Regions from separate parts of the Mus musculus genome. Here region 2 is linked to region 1. Evidence: chromatin contacts called from public HiChIP or PLAC-seq data. All regions are on one chromosome and are shown on one strand. Each heading gives the region's core, a stretch centred on a gene start, on an enhancer-like site or on the middle of the called end of the contact. The rest is flanking DNA. Distances are from core to core; before and after follow the strand shown.

The links. HiChIP or PLAC-seq counts read pairs in DNA pulled down with a chosen protein or histone mark.
Region 2: a contact with region 1 is called in an H3K4me3 HiChIP or PLAC-seq map of bone marrow-derived macrophages, with 2.9 times the contacts expected there. The contact joins the enhancer-like site here to the promoter of Iffo1 in region 1. A contact is called at or near these places in 3 of 39 promoter capture datasets (3T3-L1-derived adipocytes, the HPC-7 cell line and the SN4741 cell line), 1 of 15 datasets of contacts at CTCF or cohesin (the NIH/3T3 cell line), 4 of 484 Hi-C or Micro-C datasets (the N1E-115 cell line, cerebral cortex, granulocyte-monocyte progenitors and 1 more), 5 of 115 datasets of contacts at active chromatin or transcription factors (bone marrow-derived macrophages, embryonic stem cells, microglia and 1 more) and 3 of 9 other capture datasets (adipose tissue, liver and macrophages).

Annotation. Positions count from the first base shown.
Region 1 is chr6:125,141,074-125,147,991 of GRCm38.p6, forward strand. It overlaps Iffo1 (intermediate filament family orphan 1), which reads left to right and starts at 4,151. Exons shown (of 9, transcript NM_001302779.1): 1 at 4,151-4,956. The coding sequence starts at 4,184. It overlaps Nop2 (NOP2 nucleolar protein), which reads left to right. Exons shown (of 16, transcript NM_138747.2): 14 at 1-85; 15 at 201-429; 16 at 2,928-3,680. The coding sequence ends at 3,568.
Region 2 is chr6:125,331,484-125,337,622 of GRCm38.p6, forward strand. Scnn1a (sodium channel, nonvoltage-gated 1 alpha) reads left to right here. Exons shown (of 12, transcript NM_011324.2): 3 at 610-800. Among named protein-coding and RNA genes, the nearest start is that of Scnn1a, 13 kb to the left of the region's middle. Within about 2 kb of position 3,083, at least 41 of the 459 cell types and tissues checked have an H3K27ac peak or open chromatin away from gene starts, as enhancers often do. A contact at or near this core is called in bone marrow-derived macrophages, granulocyte-monocyte progenitors and liver, where this site is marked.

The DNA.
Region 1 (6,918 bases), core at 2,901-5,400:
GGAACTGCTGCTCAGTGCTATCGACTCAGTGAACGCTGCCTCCAAGACCGGAGGCTACCTGGTCTACTGCACCTGTTCCATTACGGTGAGACCTCTGCGGGGGCAGATGGCGGAGGCTGCTGTGGAGGGCACTGGACTCTGAGAGCTCTCTCAGCTCCACCTGCACGGCCATCCTTCCTATTTGTCCTTTCCACATCCAGGTGGAAGAGAACGAGTGGGTGGTAGACTATGCCTTGAAGAAGAGGAATGTGCGGCTGGTGCCCACCGGCCTGGACTTCGGCCAGGAAGGTTTTACCCGCTTCCAAGCAAGGCGCTTTCACCCCACTCTGCGTTCCACCCGGCGCTTCTACCCTCACACTCACAATATGGACGGTTTCTTTATCGCCAAGTTCAAGAAATTTTCCAATTCTATTCCCCAGCCCCATGCAGGTAATCTGCTCTGCTCTTCCCTACCACCACCTCCTTGGCTCTCTGTCTTTTTAGTGTGTGTGCGCGTGTGCTATATGCAGCATGGTGCATGTGTATGCAGTGTGATGATACATGAATGCATGTGTGTACAGCGTGATGCATGTGTCCGTTGTGTATGCAGTGTGATACATGTATGTATGTGGTAGAGTTGTGTTCATATGCGTGTGAGAGAGCTATAGCTCAACCTCAGCCATTGGCCTCTGCTCTCCACCTGACTCGCTTATGTTGTATCGTGTGCGTGTGCGTGTGCGTGTGTGTGTGTGTGTGTGTATACGCGTGTGTGTGCGTGCGTACGCACCAGCACACCTATCAGAAAACACATGGAGCTCAGAATAATTTGGGAGTTGTCACCTTCCACCACGTAGTCTGATCAAGTTTGGGCTTGATGGCAGACACCATTACCTGCTGTTTTCACCTCACCATCGCTACTCTTTAAAGAAATGTTGTTTAAAATTTCCCACTACCACCACTTTCCCTCCCAGTGAGTCCATTGAGTGTTGGCTATGTGGATGGATGTGGGACCATCTACTGGAGTGTGAGTAACCTGACAGCCTCCCATCCATCCCTTAGGAAACCTGACTACACCCCCAGCTGCAATCAGTTGCCAGGTACTCCTGAGATAAGACTGGGACTTCATGCTCTACTCCTCACAACACACACACACCCTACTTTTCTCTTTTAGTTAAACTGTCTGGACCACAGACACCTGGGATCAGCCTGCAGTTCTGCCTTCTGGGTTTTTGTTTTCACTTGGATTGGCAGTAGCTAGATGTCGTGTCCTCCCCCCCCCCCCCCCCCCACACACACACACACACACTTTGCAGTGTGGAGAGCAGAGGGTACAGCATGGCAGGGAGAGGGGAGCTTGGTGTTCCCCTCAGCCACTGCACTTGGAGGAAAGACCCTATCCTCTCAGCTGCAGTTGTTCCTGAGCCCTGAGCCTCGACTGTGCGGGTTGAGGGGGACGCGTCACATACTTCTACCAAGAGCCCAAGTGCATTCCCACTGCAGGCTGTGCTTGCTTTTGATTCTTGGCTCTGCTGGCCCAGCATCTCTGCACTGGATTGACAAACTGCAGAGCTCTGGCAGGTCATGGAGCTTGTGGCTGTGCAATTTGTTTCCTCAGGCATCCTCCTGTTGGCCTGCAGCTCGGGAGGGCGGGGTGTTCTGAAACAGAGCTCTGCCTGCCTTGGGTTAGTCGGAAGGGAGGAGAAGAGGGCCTGAGTAGAGTGGGTAGTTTCTGGCTTGGTTTTTGTTTTTTGGGTTTTTTTGGTTTGGTTTTTCGAGACAGGGTTTCTCTGTGTAGCCCTGGCTGTCCTGGAACTCACTCTGTAGACCAGGCTGGCCTCAAACGCAGAAATCCGCCTGCCTCTGCCTCCCGAGTGCTGGGATTAAAGGCATGCGCCACCACGCCCGGCTGATTTTGTTTTCAGTAGCTGCAGACTTAGAACATTGCCAGGTAGGTGCTCTGCACAGTGCAAAAACCTTAAACAGCACATTTTAAGAGGCAAAGGCATCTTTTGAGTTTGAAGCCAGGCTGGTCTCTATGTAGTAAGTCCAAGACCACCTAGGCTACATAGCAAGACCTTGTCTCAGAAAAACCCAGGAAAAAGCAAGTTTTGATATAAGTGAAGTCCATATTTGATGATGTTCTCATTGATACTAGCTAGGTTCCCCACATTGCATGACAGTCTGAGATAGGACAAGCGAGCAAGTGCTTTAGGCTTGCTTTAGAGCCTGGGACTTACTCCTTAGAATGTCTTGTTATATACTGCCCTCCTGAGGGAGCAGCTTCCTCTGAAAACCTGACAAGAAGAGTAGTAATCCCTTAAAACGTGTGGGGCAAATAGTTTCAGTAAAAACCATGAACTAGTGTGAGTAGTCAGTTTTTGGGCACTATCCTAAGGTGTGGGCCTTCGTTATTGTTTCTTTGGATTTTGGTGGGTTTTTTTTTGTTTTTTTGCCAGGTTTTTTATTATTATTATTATTATTATATGTAAATACACTGTAGCTGTCTTCAGACACTCCAGAAGAGGGAGTCAAATCTCATTACAGATGGTTGTGAGCCACCATGTGGTTGCTGGGATTTGAACTTCGGACCTTCAGAAGAGCAGTCAGGTACTCTTACCCACTGAGCCATCTCACCAGCCTGGATTTTGGTGTTTGAAGACCGGGTTTTTCTATGTAGTCCTGGCTCTCCTGGGACTGGCTCTGTTGACAAGGCTGGCCTGGAACTCGGATCCATCTGGCCCTACCTCCTAATTGCTGGGATTAAAGGCTGTGCCACCACCACTGCCTGGCAACTGCCTTGGTTTTTGTTTGTTTGTTTTTTGAGACAGGGTTTCTCTGTATAGCCCTGGCTGTCCCGGACCTCACTTTGTAGACCAGGCTGGCCTCACTCAGAAATCTGCCTGCCTTGTTTCTTAATGATCAAGCCATCTGTTTAATTTTTACCTCAGGAAACTCGGCAGCAGCTACCCCTACAGAGCCTGACCTGAAGGATCAGGTCACCCCAAAGTCTGAGAACGGTAGTCAGCCCACCAAGAAAGCCCGTGGGGCTGTGAAGGCAAAGCAGCAGTTGCTGAGACAGCCACATTCCAAGAAGCCCTTCCAGAAGTTGAACGGCATCGCCAAAGGGCCAGGCTTGTCCACTGAACCTTCTGTCCCAGATGCCCAAGTGTCTACCAGGCCCAGTCAGTCTGCTGGGAATGCTGACGTGAACAGCAAACGAAAGAGGTCTGAGAAGCTGAAGCAGCGGGGACCTAAGTGGAAGCCCTCTAAGGAGGCTGCTGTCCCAAAGCCGAGCGCCCCTTCCAGGGTTGAGGACTCGAGAACACCTCCTGTGCCGACTCCCTCTGAAATCCGTGCTGCCCCAAGGCCTAAGGACTGTGCTCCATCCCTTGGGGAAGCCAAAAAGAAACAGAAAGGAAAGCAGCAGTTAGCACAGCAGCCTGCTAATGGAGCTGCTCCCCTGAAAGAAGATGCTGTTTCCAAGGGACCCTCAGCCCCCTTTGTGTCTCCCCACAGTTCCACCAGGCCCCCACCAGCAAAAAGGAGGAAATCAATGACAAAGGGCAACAGCCAGCCTCTGTTGTCTTAAATGGACTTGGAAACTTGACATTGTCTCTGGGTTGGAACTTTTAGATCCTGATGCAAGGCTGGCCTCCCCCTGTGCATACATATGAAATTTAATATACATATTACCACTCCTAGTTGCTGTTGTGTTTTTTGAGGGGACTGGGTACTGGCGGTTTGTAGGAAAGTGGGCCTGGGTTTCTCTGGGGAGAGACAGTTGTGCACTATTCAAATGACTATTCAAATGGTAAATTTCTCCCTCCATTTCTTAGTCTTCATGGGAAAAAGTAAAGGAGTCCGACCCAGGGTACCAGGTAGAAGAGAGGGCAGTAGGGAAGACTGTCTCTAAAGAGCCAGAGGTCCTGTGCCTACAGTCAGAATCTTAGGCTGTGGCTCCCCGGGAAGGGCTAGTCTGGCTCCTGCCGGGGTTGACCCCACTCATGGGGCCTCAGACCCGGGAAAGGTTCAGCGCTGATGCCCTAATGAGGGCCTTTCATTGGCCCCCTCTGCTCCCTCCCTTATGACCTTTGCCCTCCTGCCGGGCTATCTGATTGGTCACTCGTATCCCACAAGCATCTCATTGGCTCTTCTCCTCACCCTCTGCTGCACTGGTCTCCTTCTCCCGGCAGAAGGCGCAGCCATGAATCCGTTATTTGGTCCCAACCTCTTCCTCCTACAGCAGGAGCAGCAAGGCTTGGCCGGGCCGCTGGGGGACCCTCTGGGAGGTGACCACTTTGCCGGGGGAGGGGACTTAGCCTCGGCTCCGCTTGCCTCGGCCGGCCCCTCTGCCTATTCGCCTCCGGGGCCTGGTCCGGCGCCCCCCGCAGCCATGGCTCTCCGCAACGACCTAGGCTCCAACATCAACGTACTGAAGACCCTGAACCTCCGGTTTCGCTGCTTCCTAGCCAAGGTGCACGAGCTAGAGCGCCGAAATCGGCTGCTGGAGAAACAGCTGCAGCAGGCTCTAGAGGAGGGTAAGCAGGGCAGGCGGGGCCTGGCCCGCCGTGACCAGGCGGTACAGACCGGCTTCATCAGCCCGATCCGGCCCCTGGGGCTGCCCCTGAGCTCCCGGCCGGCCGCCGTGTGCCCCCCATCAGCGCGGGTGCTGGGCTCGCCCTCCCGCTCGCCAGCTGGACCCTTAGCATCCTCTGCCGCCTGCCACACATCATCCTCCACTTCCACATCCACTGCCTTCTCCTCGTCGACCCGCTTCATGCCTGGCACCATCTGGTCCTTCTCTCACGCCCGCCGGCTTGGACCAGGACTGGAACCCACGCTGGTGCAAGGGCCTGGCCTGTCGTGGGTACACCCTGACGGGGTGGGCGTCCAGATCGACACCATCACCCCTGAGATCCGTGCCCTGTACAACGTGCTGGCCAAAGTGAAGCGGGAGCGGGACGAGTACAAGCGAAGGTAGGGACAGGGTTCAAGACATGCCCCACACAGACACGACAGGGGCAGGGAGTTAGTTAGTGAGGGTTCCTAGAACGGAGAAGTGGGGGGCGGGGGGTGGGGGGCGGAGGGCAAGAATCGTGTTAACAAGAGTTGAACTTCCTGTGATGATGAAAAGTGAGGAGCAGGGAAAGATTTGGTTGCAGGGACCCCAGAATCCACAGACAGTTCTCAAGTCAGACTGGTGGCTCGAAGCCTTCTAGAACACTGGGAACTGATGCTTTCTTCTGGCATGTCTCCCTGTCTTATGCAGGCTGCAGTGTCTGCGTGACTCTGCTAACTGTGGGGTGTTGTGTGGTATGAAAGGGAGACATCCGAGAGAGCTCTGCATCTGTGGGTCTTGGTTGTCGGGCCAGCTTCAGACCTTGGGGGCAATTTCAGGACATAAACTCCACATATGGGGTGAAGGATGCGGCTTTAATTCTGGAGGCAAATTAAGTGAAGTTGGAAGGAGGTAGTGAAGGGCGACTGTGCCTGCCCAGGGCCTCCTCTAAGGCATGTCCCCAGAAGCCAGGTCTCACCCTGGTTCCATACAAGAGGCTCAAGGACTCCGGAAGCTAAAGATATTGCTTGGAACAGTCAAAACACACAGGAAAAGAGAGAAAGGGTATGGGGTCTCCTAGGACAAGGAGAAGGGATGGCTGTCATAAAGCTGGTGGGGGCGCTCTATCAGAAGAATCTCCAACCAGAACCAAGTAAAAAAAAAAAGTTGGGACATGGGCACGCCCTACAGAGATACAGATCGGCTATCTCAGGACCAGCACTGTGTGTTCTGAGGGTGAAGGTTTGGCTTTCTGAGAGGAACCCTGTCCCCAGCAGGTTAACATAAGAGTTAAGAGGAAGGGATGTCACATTGGAGTGCTGGCTGTTTACCAGGAGGACTCCCTGGATGGCTGGTAACCAGGCAACAGGACAGGGCCACAGGCAGAGAGAGTTTTCTCAAGGCTGACCAGGCCCTGGTTGAGGAGGAAGTTGGTGGCGGTCAGAGGGGAAGCCCAGATTTGGAGGCTCCAGTGTCTTACCTAATGTGACCCTTTGGGGGATAGCCTGGTCTGTGTGTGCAGGCCAAGGTGGCAGGGATCGCTATCTGGTTATAGCCGTGTGTGAGGACTATTTGGAGGCCCTGGAAACACTTTGTAGGCTCTGGGTGACCTTCAAGGGTTGGTGATCTCTTAGCATCCCCCAGATCGCATGCATCAGCAGGCTTCCTGAAGTTCAATCCTCACCCTGGCTTCCATGACTGTGGCCCATGTCTTTGGGTTTTTAGTTATCCCAGCCTCTAGGCACCGCCCAGGGCCTGCCCGCACCTGCCTTCTCCCCTGAAGGGCTTAACAGCCAGTGGAGCATGGACAGTTCTGGAGTTCTGCTCTAGTCCTAGGAACAGCTGCTCCTCTCCAAGCCATCTTTTAAAACAGAGACTGTTTGTCCTTGGTGCAGCTGTCTTGGGCAGCAAAGAGTTATCCTTGGGGACTGGTTAGCTCATCACTGCAGCACAGGGTCGTGCAGAGGGCCCGCGGCTAGGATTGCATGGTACACGACACTCGCCCTTCCACCCCAGTGCCCCCTCCCTCCTTCTGAGCTCCTCACACCGTGCCCCCACACCCCACTCCGTTAGCCTGGATGGCATGCAGAGCTTGATTATTAAACTGGGCGGGATGGAGGCCCCGCCACCCCCTAGCTCCTGTCTTTAGCTCCTTTGCCTGGGTGATATTTTTCTTGGGGCTCAGTTTTTCCAGTAATAAGGATGCTCCTTGCTCTTTCCCTTCAACTCAAATATAGGATTTATTTGCAGGCGAAGCCTTTGGTAAATGTAGTAATTATGAAATTTGCCCAGATTCTACCCAAGTTATGGGAACCTTGCAAAAAAAACAAACAAACTGAGATTTGAATGCAGGCCACACTGCACCCATCGGTACCTGGCTG
Region 2 (6,139 bases), core at 1,833-4,332, 190 kb after region 1:
CTGTGAAGAACTGAAGTTCTTCAAGTCTGTAACAGAAGGCAAGTAAATGAGACACTTAGACAGTAAAATGAGATGCATGTGTGTGTGTGTGCATGTCTCTGTGTGTATGTGTGTAACCCAGGTCCTTGTCCGTGCTTGGCAGGGTCTCTTCTGTTGAGCTACATCCCTGCACCCTAATAAACATGTAGACTAAAAAGGATGGGTAGGAGGAAATGGGACAGAGGCTCATCTAGTGAAGGAGAGAGGGAGGCCCCGGAGAGATGGGCTGTACCACCAGCACACGGAAGTTCTAGGATCACCTCTGTTGTGGGAACGAAAGTCTGATCCCAGAAGCTTTCTTGCACCAGTGAAAGGGGAGAATTCTTGCTTCTTCCTACCTGGTTGCATAAGTAATTACAGTGAGGAGGCACTGCCTACCATTACCTCAATCCCAGGGTCCTCTGGCCACCTCTCCTAGGGGCTTCTAGGGAAGTGTTTCTCCCCTTCTGTTCTACCCACACCCTGTTCCCTGTACCTACATGCCCATCAGCCCTCAGAACACCTCAGCTCTCAGTCCTTGACCTTGGTGCACTGTCTCTGACATGCACTGACACTCCTGTCTCTGTGCAGTGCAACCAGAACAAATCAGACTGCTTCTACCAGACATACTCATCCGGGGTGGATGCCGTGAGAGAATGGTACCGCTTCCATTACATCAACATTCTGTCCAGACTGCCCGACACCTCGCCTGCTCTAGAGGAAGAAGCCCTGGGCAGCTTCATCTTTACCTGTCGTTTCAACCAGGCCCCCTGCAATCAGGCGTGAGTAGGCCCCCTTGCTGGCTCCGTTGTTCCTCAGAATCTCCTATCCTGGGTCCTCCTGAGGGCTCAGGAAGTTCTCTGTGGTTAGGCGAGGAAATGATCCAAGGCAGGTGCCCAAGTCTGTGCCCAGCATGTCACCTGTAGACGGGCGTGTGGTAAGATCCATGGACGGCAGGTCCCAACCAGAGTTCCCATGACTGTTCCGTCCCTTTGTCCCTTCATGGTCTGGTGACGCTTCCATTTCACATCGTTTTGCAGAGCCTTTTCTTTGTAAAATGGACACAAATCCAAACACAAGAGAGAAGGTTTATTCAGTAAATATTTCTGATTGTGTGGACCATGTGCCAGACTCTGTTGTAGGCATCTGGGATGTATTACAGGAAAAAAAATATGTTCAATCCTTGCCTGATTGGCATTTTTACTAAAGTGATGAAGACCACGATGCTAATACCCACCTTAAGAGTCATGTCACATGTATAAGATGACAAATGTGAGGTTACTTTATACACTCTAGGGTATGGTGGGGGTCAGTCGTCGTCTTGTACCCAAACAGGTGAAGGAAGAGACACTCCCAGAGGCTCAGGCCGGCCTAAGGATTCTCCACAGCCCACTGTCCCTCAGGGATAATTTCTGTTAGGGCCCCTGTCATAGCATCTATCTAAAGAGGTCACGGCCACCAGCTCAGGCCCTCTAAGCGCTGATACAAGAGGGAAGTGAGGGACTTCCTTCTCCCTTCTGTAGCCTCTGGCTGCATATTCCTGCTTTCTCCTCCACCTCTGCTCCCGGGTTTTCAAGGGCCACCTTCTTGCTTCTGGCTGGCACTGAGGCGGTGTCTCTACAGGGGACCCTTCCCTCCAGTGCCACCCGAGAGTGGCAGCAGGACCAGGTGTCACCTGCTTCTCTGGCTTTTCACTCTGTGTGCTCACATGCCCATCCCATGGCTTGGTCCTGTTCTTTGTTTGTTTGGGGATAAACAGTCGCAGCTGGGAAGCGAGGCAGCTAAGCCTAGGCCAGCAGTACCTGTCCTGTTGCCAAGCCTCCCTGTTATCTCCCACCTTTGTCCACTCCAAGCCCTTGCCTCCCTTGCCCCCAAGTCCACTGTTTATCTTAGTCTTGGCATGCAGGTCCGGTCCTCAGTTTGTCATCTCCTTTCCCACGAGGCCTGTTGGGACAACTCTGTAAACTATCTAACTTTCTGCCCCCAAGTTTTCCCTTCATTCTTCACAGAAGTCTTTGTCTATTTCTGTTGCTATAGCAGAATACTACAGACTGGTTGGTTTATGAAAAAAAAAAAAAAAGAAGAAGAAGAAGAAGCTCATTCTTATAGTACTAGGGGTTAAAAAGCCTGAGAGCCTGGTGCGGGAACCTGGTGACGCTCCCATGCGTAACAAAGCAGAAAGGGGAAGGGAAAGTGAGTCTGGGAAAGAGGGTCAGGAAGGGCGGGCCGACCCAGCAAACGTCCATGTGTTCATAGCTAACCCTCTCAGGACTCCGTGGATGCGCTCATGAGGATTCACTCCATGGTCCTGTCTCTTCTTGTTGGATCCCATCTCCAACATATTGGGAAGTAATTTTCCAACCCAAGAATTGAGAGGCACATTTGAAACGTAGCAGGGAGCGTACGTTTGTGATATTAACTATTCCAGTCAGTCCTGTTCAAAATCCTCCAAAGTAGGAACTGGAGAGACTCCGCAGGCTCAGACTAAGAGCGCTGGCTGCTCTTGCAGAGGACCCAGGTTCCGTTCCTAGCACCCATAATTCGGCTCACAATTGTCCCTAACTCCAGATCCACGGGACCTGATACCCTTTTCTGGCCTCCAGAGGTGCCAGGCATGCTCGTGGAACACAGATGTGCAAGTGGGCAGAGCACTCACACGCATACAATCAATATATTAAAATCCTCTGCAGTCTCCTGTGGCTTGCTGAGTCTAACTACACTTCCTTAGCATGGCCTCCTGGACCCTCCCCTTCATGGCCTCCTGGACCCTCCCCCCTCCCTTTGAGGTCTCCTGGACCCTCCCCTTCATGGCCTCCTGGACCCTCTTCCCTCCCTTCGTGGTCTCCTGGACCCTCCCCTTCTCCTTCCTCTTCTCTTTTGGATTTCTTTCTCCTTTTGTTTTTTTGTTCTGAAGATCAAAGCCAGAGCCCACAACATGCAAGCAAGCTCTCCATTGCTGAGCTCTGTCCTCAGACATAATCTTCTCCTTAATGACACGTAGTTAAAGTCTTCCCTTTCATATGGACACTTTAGTGGTTTTTAAATATGTTTAGAGTTGTGCAACTACTGTCATTATCTAATTTTAGAACATTTTTTTCACCCACCCTCAAGGAACCCATTTACTTCTTAGCAGTTCCCCATTCCATCCCTTTCAAGCCCTGGGAACCACTAATCTGCCTTCTTGTCTCAATGGACTGTTCTTTGTGGGGATTTCACACAAGGGCTAGTAATGCAATTCAGTAGTAGATTGATCGTCTAACATTTATTAGGTTCTGGGATATATATATATATATATATATATATATATACACACACACACATACACATACATGTATATATACACATATGTATATACACACATATGTATACATATGTATGTGTATATAGGTATATACATATGTGTGTATATGTATGTATATATGTGTGTATGTGTATACATATATACATATATACACACACACACACACACACACACACACACATATAGTATCTTTTGTGACTGGTGACTTCTTTCACTTAGCATATGTTTTCCAGGTTTATCTGTGCTGACACATGTCAGAACTCACATATGAGCAATTAACACTGGGCTGTGTTGTACAGACACACCACAGCTTTCTGACATGAACATGCCTACTCTTTGGCCTTTATGAGCCTGAGTAAGATTTTATACTGGTAATGTTTTGGTTTTGCTTGCAATGCACCCAGAGTGCAGTGCTGGGTCACAGAGCTGTTTAGCATTTTGGAGGCTGCTGGACTCTGCCCAGGGATACAGGTCTTTATGTTCTCAGCAGCAACCCTGAGGGATCTACATTTTCTACAACCTCTGCTTGTTATTGTCTACCTTATAAACAAACAAACAAACAAACAAACAAGCAAGCAGACAAAACTACCCTTACTTGTTTGTATTTGTGCATGTGAGTGGGTAGAAGACAATTTTCAGGAGTCGTCTTTCTCAACCATTAAGGCGGCAAGTTTGGTGGCAAGCGCCTTTCCCAGCTGGGCCATCTCACCTGTCTGTTTGCCTTTATCCCTTTAGGCAACGTAACCAATCCCTACCACCTTAGTGGGAAGCTAATACAGCTCACTAAGTACTGATACTTTAACTTAGCCCTCAGTTCTCTGTCCTACCTGTGTATGTGGTCTTCATTTGTCAGAGGAGGAGAGTAAAGACCTTGCTTGGCTTTCTTTCTACTGTTTGCTACAGTTAGAATTTACTCAAAAGGAGCTGCACGCTAGAGCCCCCTTTTTTGGACAAGGGCTCATTCTTATCCCATGCTAATCTGGAACTCGCTATGTAGTGTGTAGCCCCAAGTAGACTCATACTGGCAACAATGCTCTTGTACCAACCTTCCGAGTGCTAGATCACAGGAGCTCATCACCACGCCTAGGTGAGATTTTCTTCTTATTATTATTATTACATATCTGCACACACACACACGGACACACACACGGATACACATACATGATGTGGTGTACTTGTAGAGGTCAGAGGACCTGTGGAAGTCAGTTCTGTCCTTCTGCAATGTGGATCCTGGAGACTGAACTCAAGTTGTCAGTCTTGGCAGCAAGCACCTCTGCCCACTGAGCCATCTTGCTGGGCCAAGCACCTCTGCCCGCTGAGCCATCTTGCTCAAGGCTTTACTCTTAACCATTACATGATTTGGCTTCTCAATGGATGTTGCACTAATGTGTTTAATGTACATTTTCTTATATGTGCATTTACAAAATTTATATTTTACCTACATAAGTGATCTTGTGTGTTATAAGATCTTATTTTATCTTCTTCTAAAATACAAAATAAAACTTTCTTAAGCTCGGTATTTAAGACCCACCACAGTGTGCCCTTCCCCCCTCCCAGTGAGTGGGGATCAGTGGCCCTTTAAGATATAGCTTTTCTTTCCATATCCAGCCCACCTCTAGAAATGCTGGCTTTTCAGTACAGCCTAACATGAACCCCTATGTTTCATGCCCTATGCCTGCCTTTGGTTTTCAAAGCCAGTAGACCACCCTGGGCCTTCTAGATTTGCTCTCCTCATTTTAGAGAGGAAGAGGATGACCTTGGGAAATGGGGCTGGTTCAAAGCCACATGAGCAGAGACACACCCACCTCTGGTCATTGGCCCCTCTCCCTCCTCTACTGGTCACAGGCCAGAGTCTTATTTTCCTCCTGTCTGGTTCCCACTGCTATTTCCCACTTGGCAGGGAGTAGAACACAGATCCCTTCTCCCCTACATAGTTCTTAGAACCTGTGATTTGCTGTCCATCTGTCTGTCTGCTGCGGTAGTGTGACTGTGTGGTTTCCGCTGGACTCCCAAGCCTGTTAGAGAAGGGCTGTTATCACTGGACCTATTAATCTGATGCACAGGGGCCTGTGGAGAACGCTTGGCTTCATTCTGTCCTGTGCTCTGAACTTCCTCCCTTCAGCCCCACGCTCACTGAGGCATTTGTTCCCTCCTCTACGCTGATTTCCTGCATCTCTCCATTTCCCTCATTGATGCACCGAGAACCAAGATTTAGATGCTAAGAAGTTAAGAGCATTGCACGAGTCTTAGTATAACATTAGAAGACACAAAGAAGCAAGTGATGAGGTCAGAGGAGAAGCCGGTCTAACAGGTAAACGCCTGGATCTGAATCCCAGGTCCATCACCACTGTCCCTGCGGCCTGGGATCCCCGCTGACTGGGAGAGGAGAAGGGCACAGTGTAGCGGAGTCTCATCATGGAAGGCGTATGGCACGTGGTGTCGGCAGACCCAGTGGAGCATCATGGATGGATCTTAAAGCCAGAGCTTAGGGGGCTGGAGAGATGGCTCAGCGGTTAAGAGCACGGACTGCTCTTCCAGAGGTCCTCAGTTCAATTCCCAGCAATCTCATGGTGGCTCACAACCATCTGTAATGGAATCTGATGCCCTCTTCTGGTGTGTCTGAAGACAGCAACAGGGTACTCATATACATAAAATAAGTAAATATTTCTTAGAAAACAAACAAACAAACAGAGCTTAGGAGGGTTTGGTTTTGGTTTTTTAGAAGAAAATAAAATAAGAACACACAAGATCACATATGTAAATCTCAGGCCTGCCATCACTGTTGGTGTGGTCTTGCATGATGCAGAATGGGACTGTTGG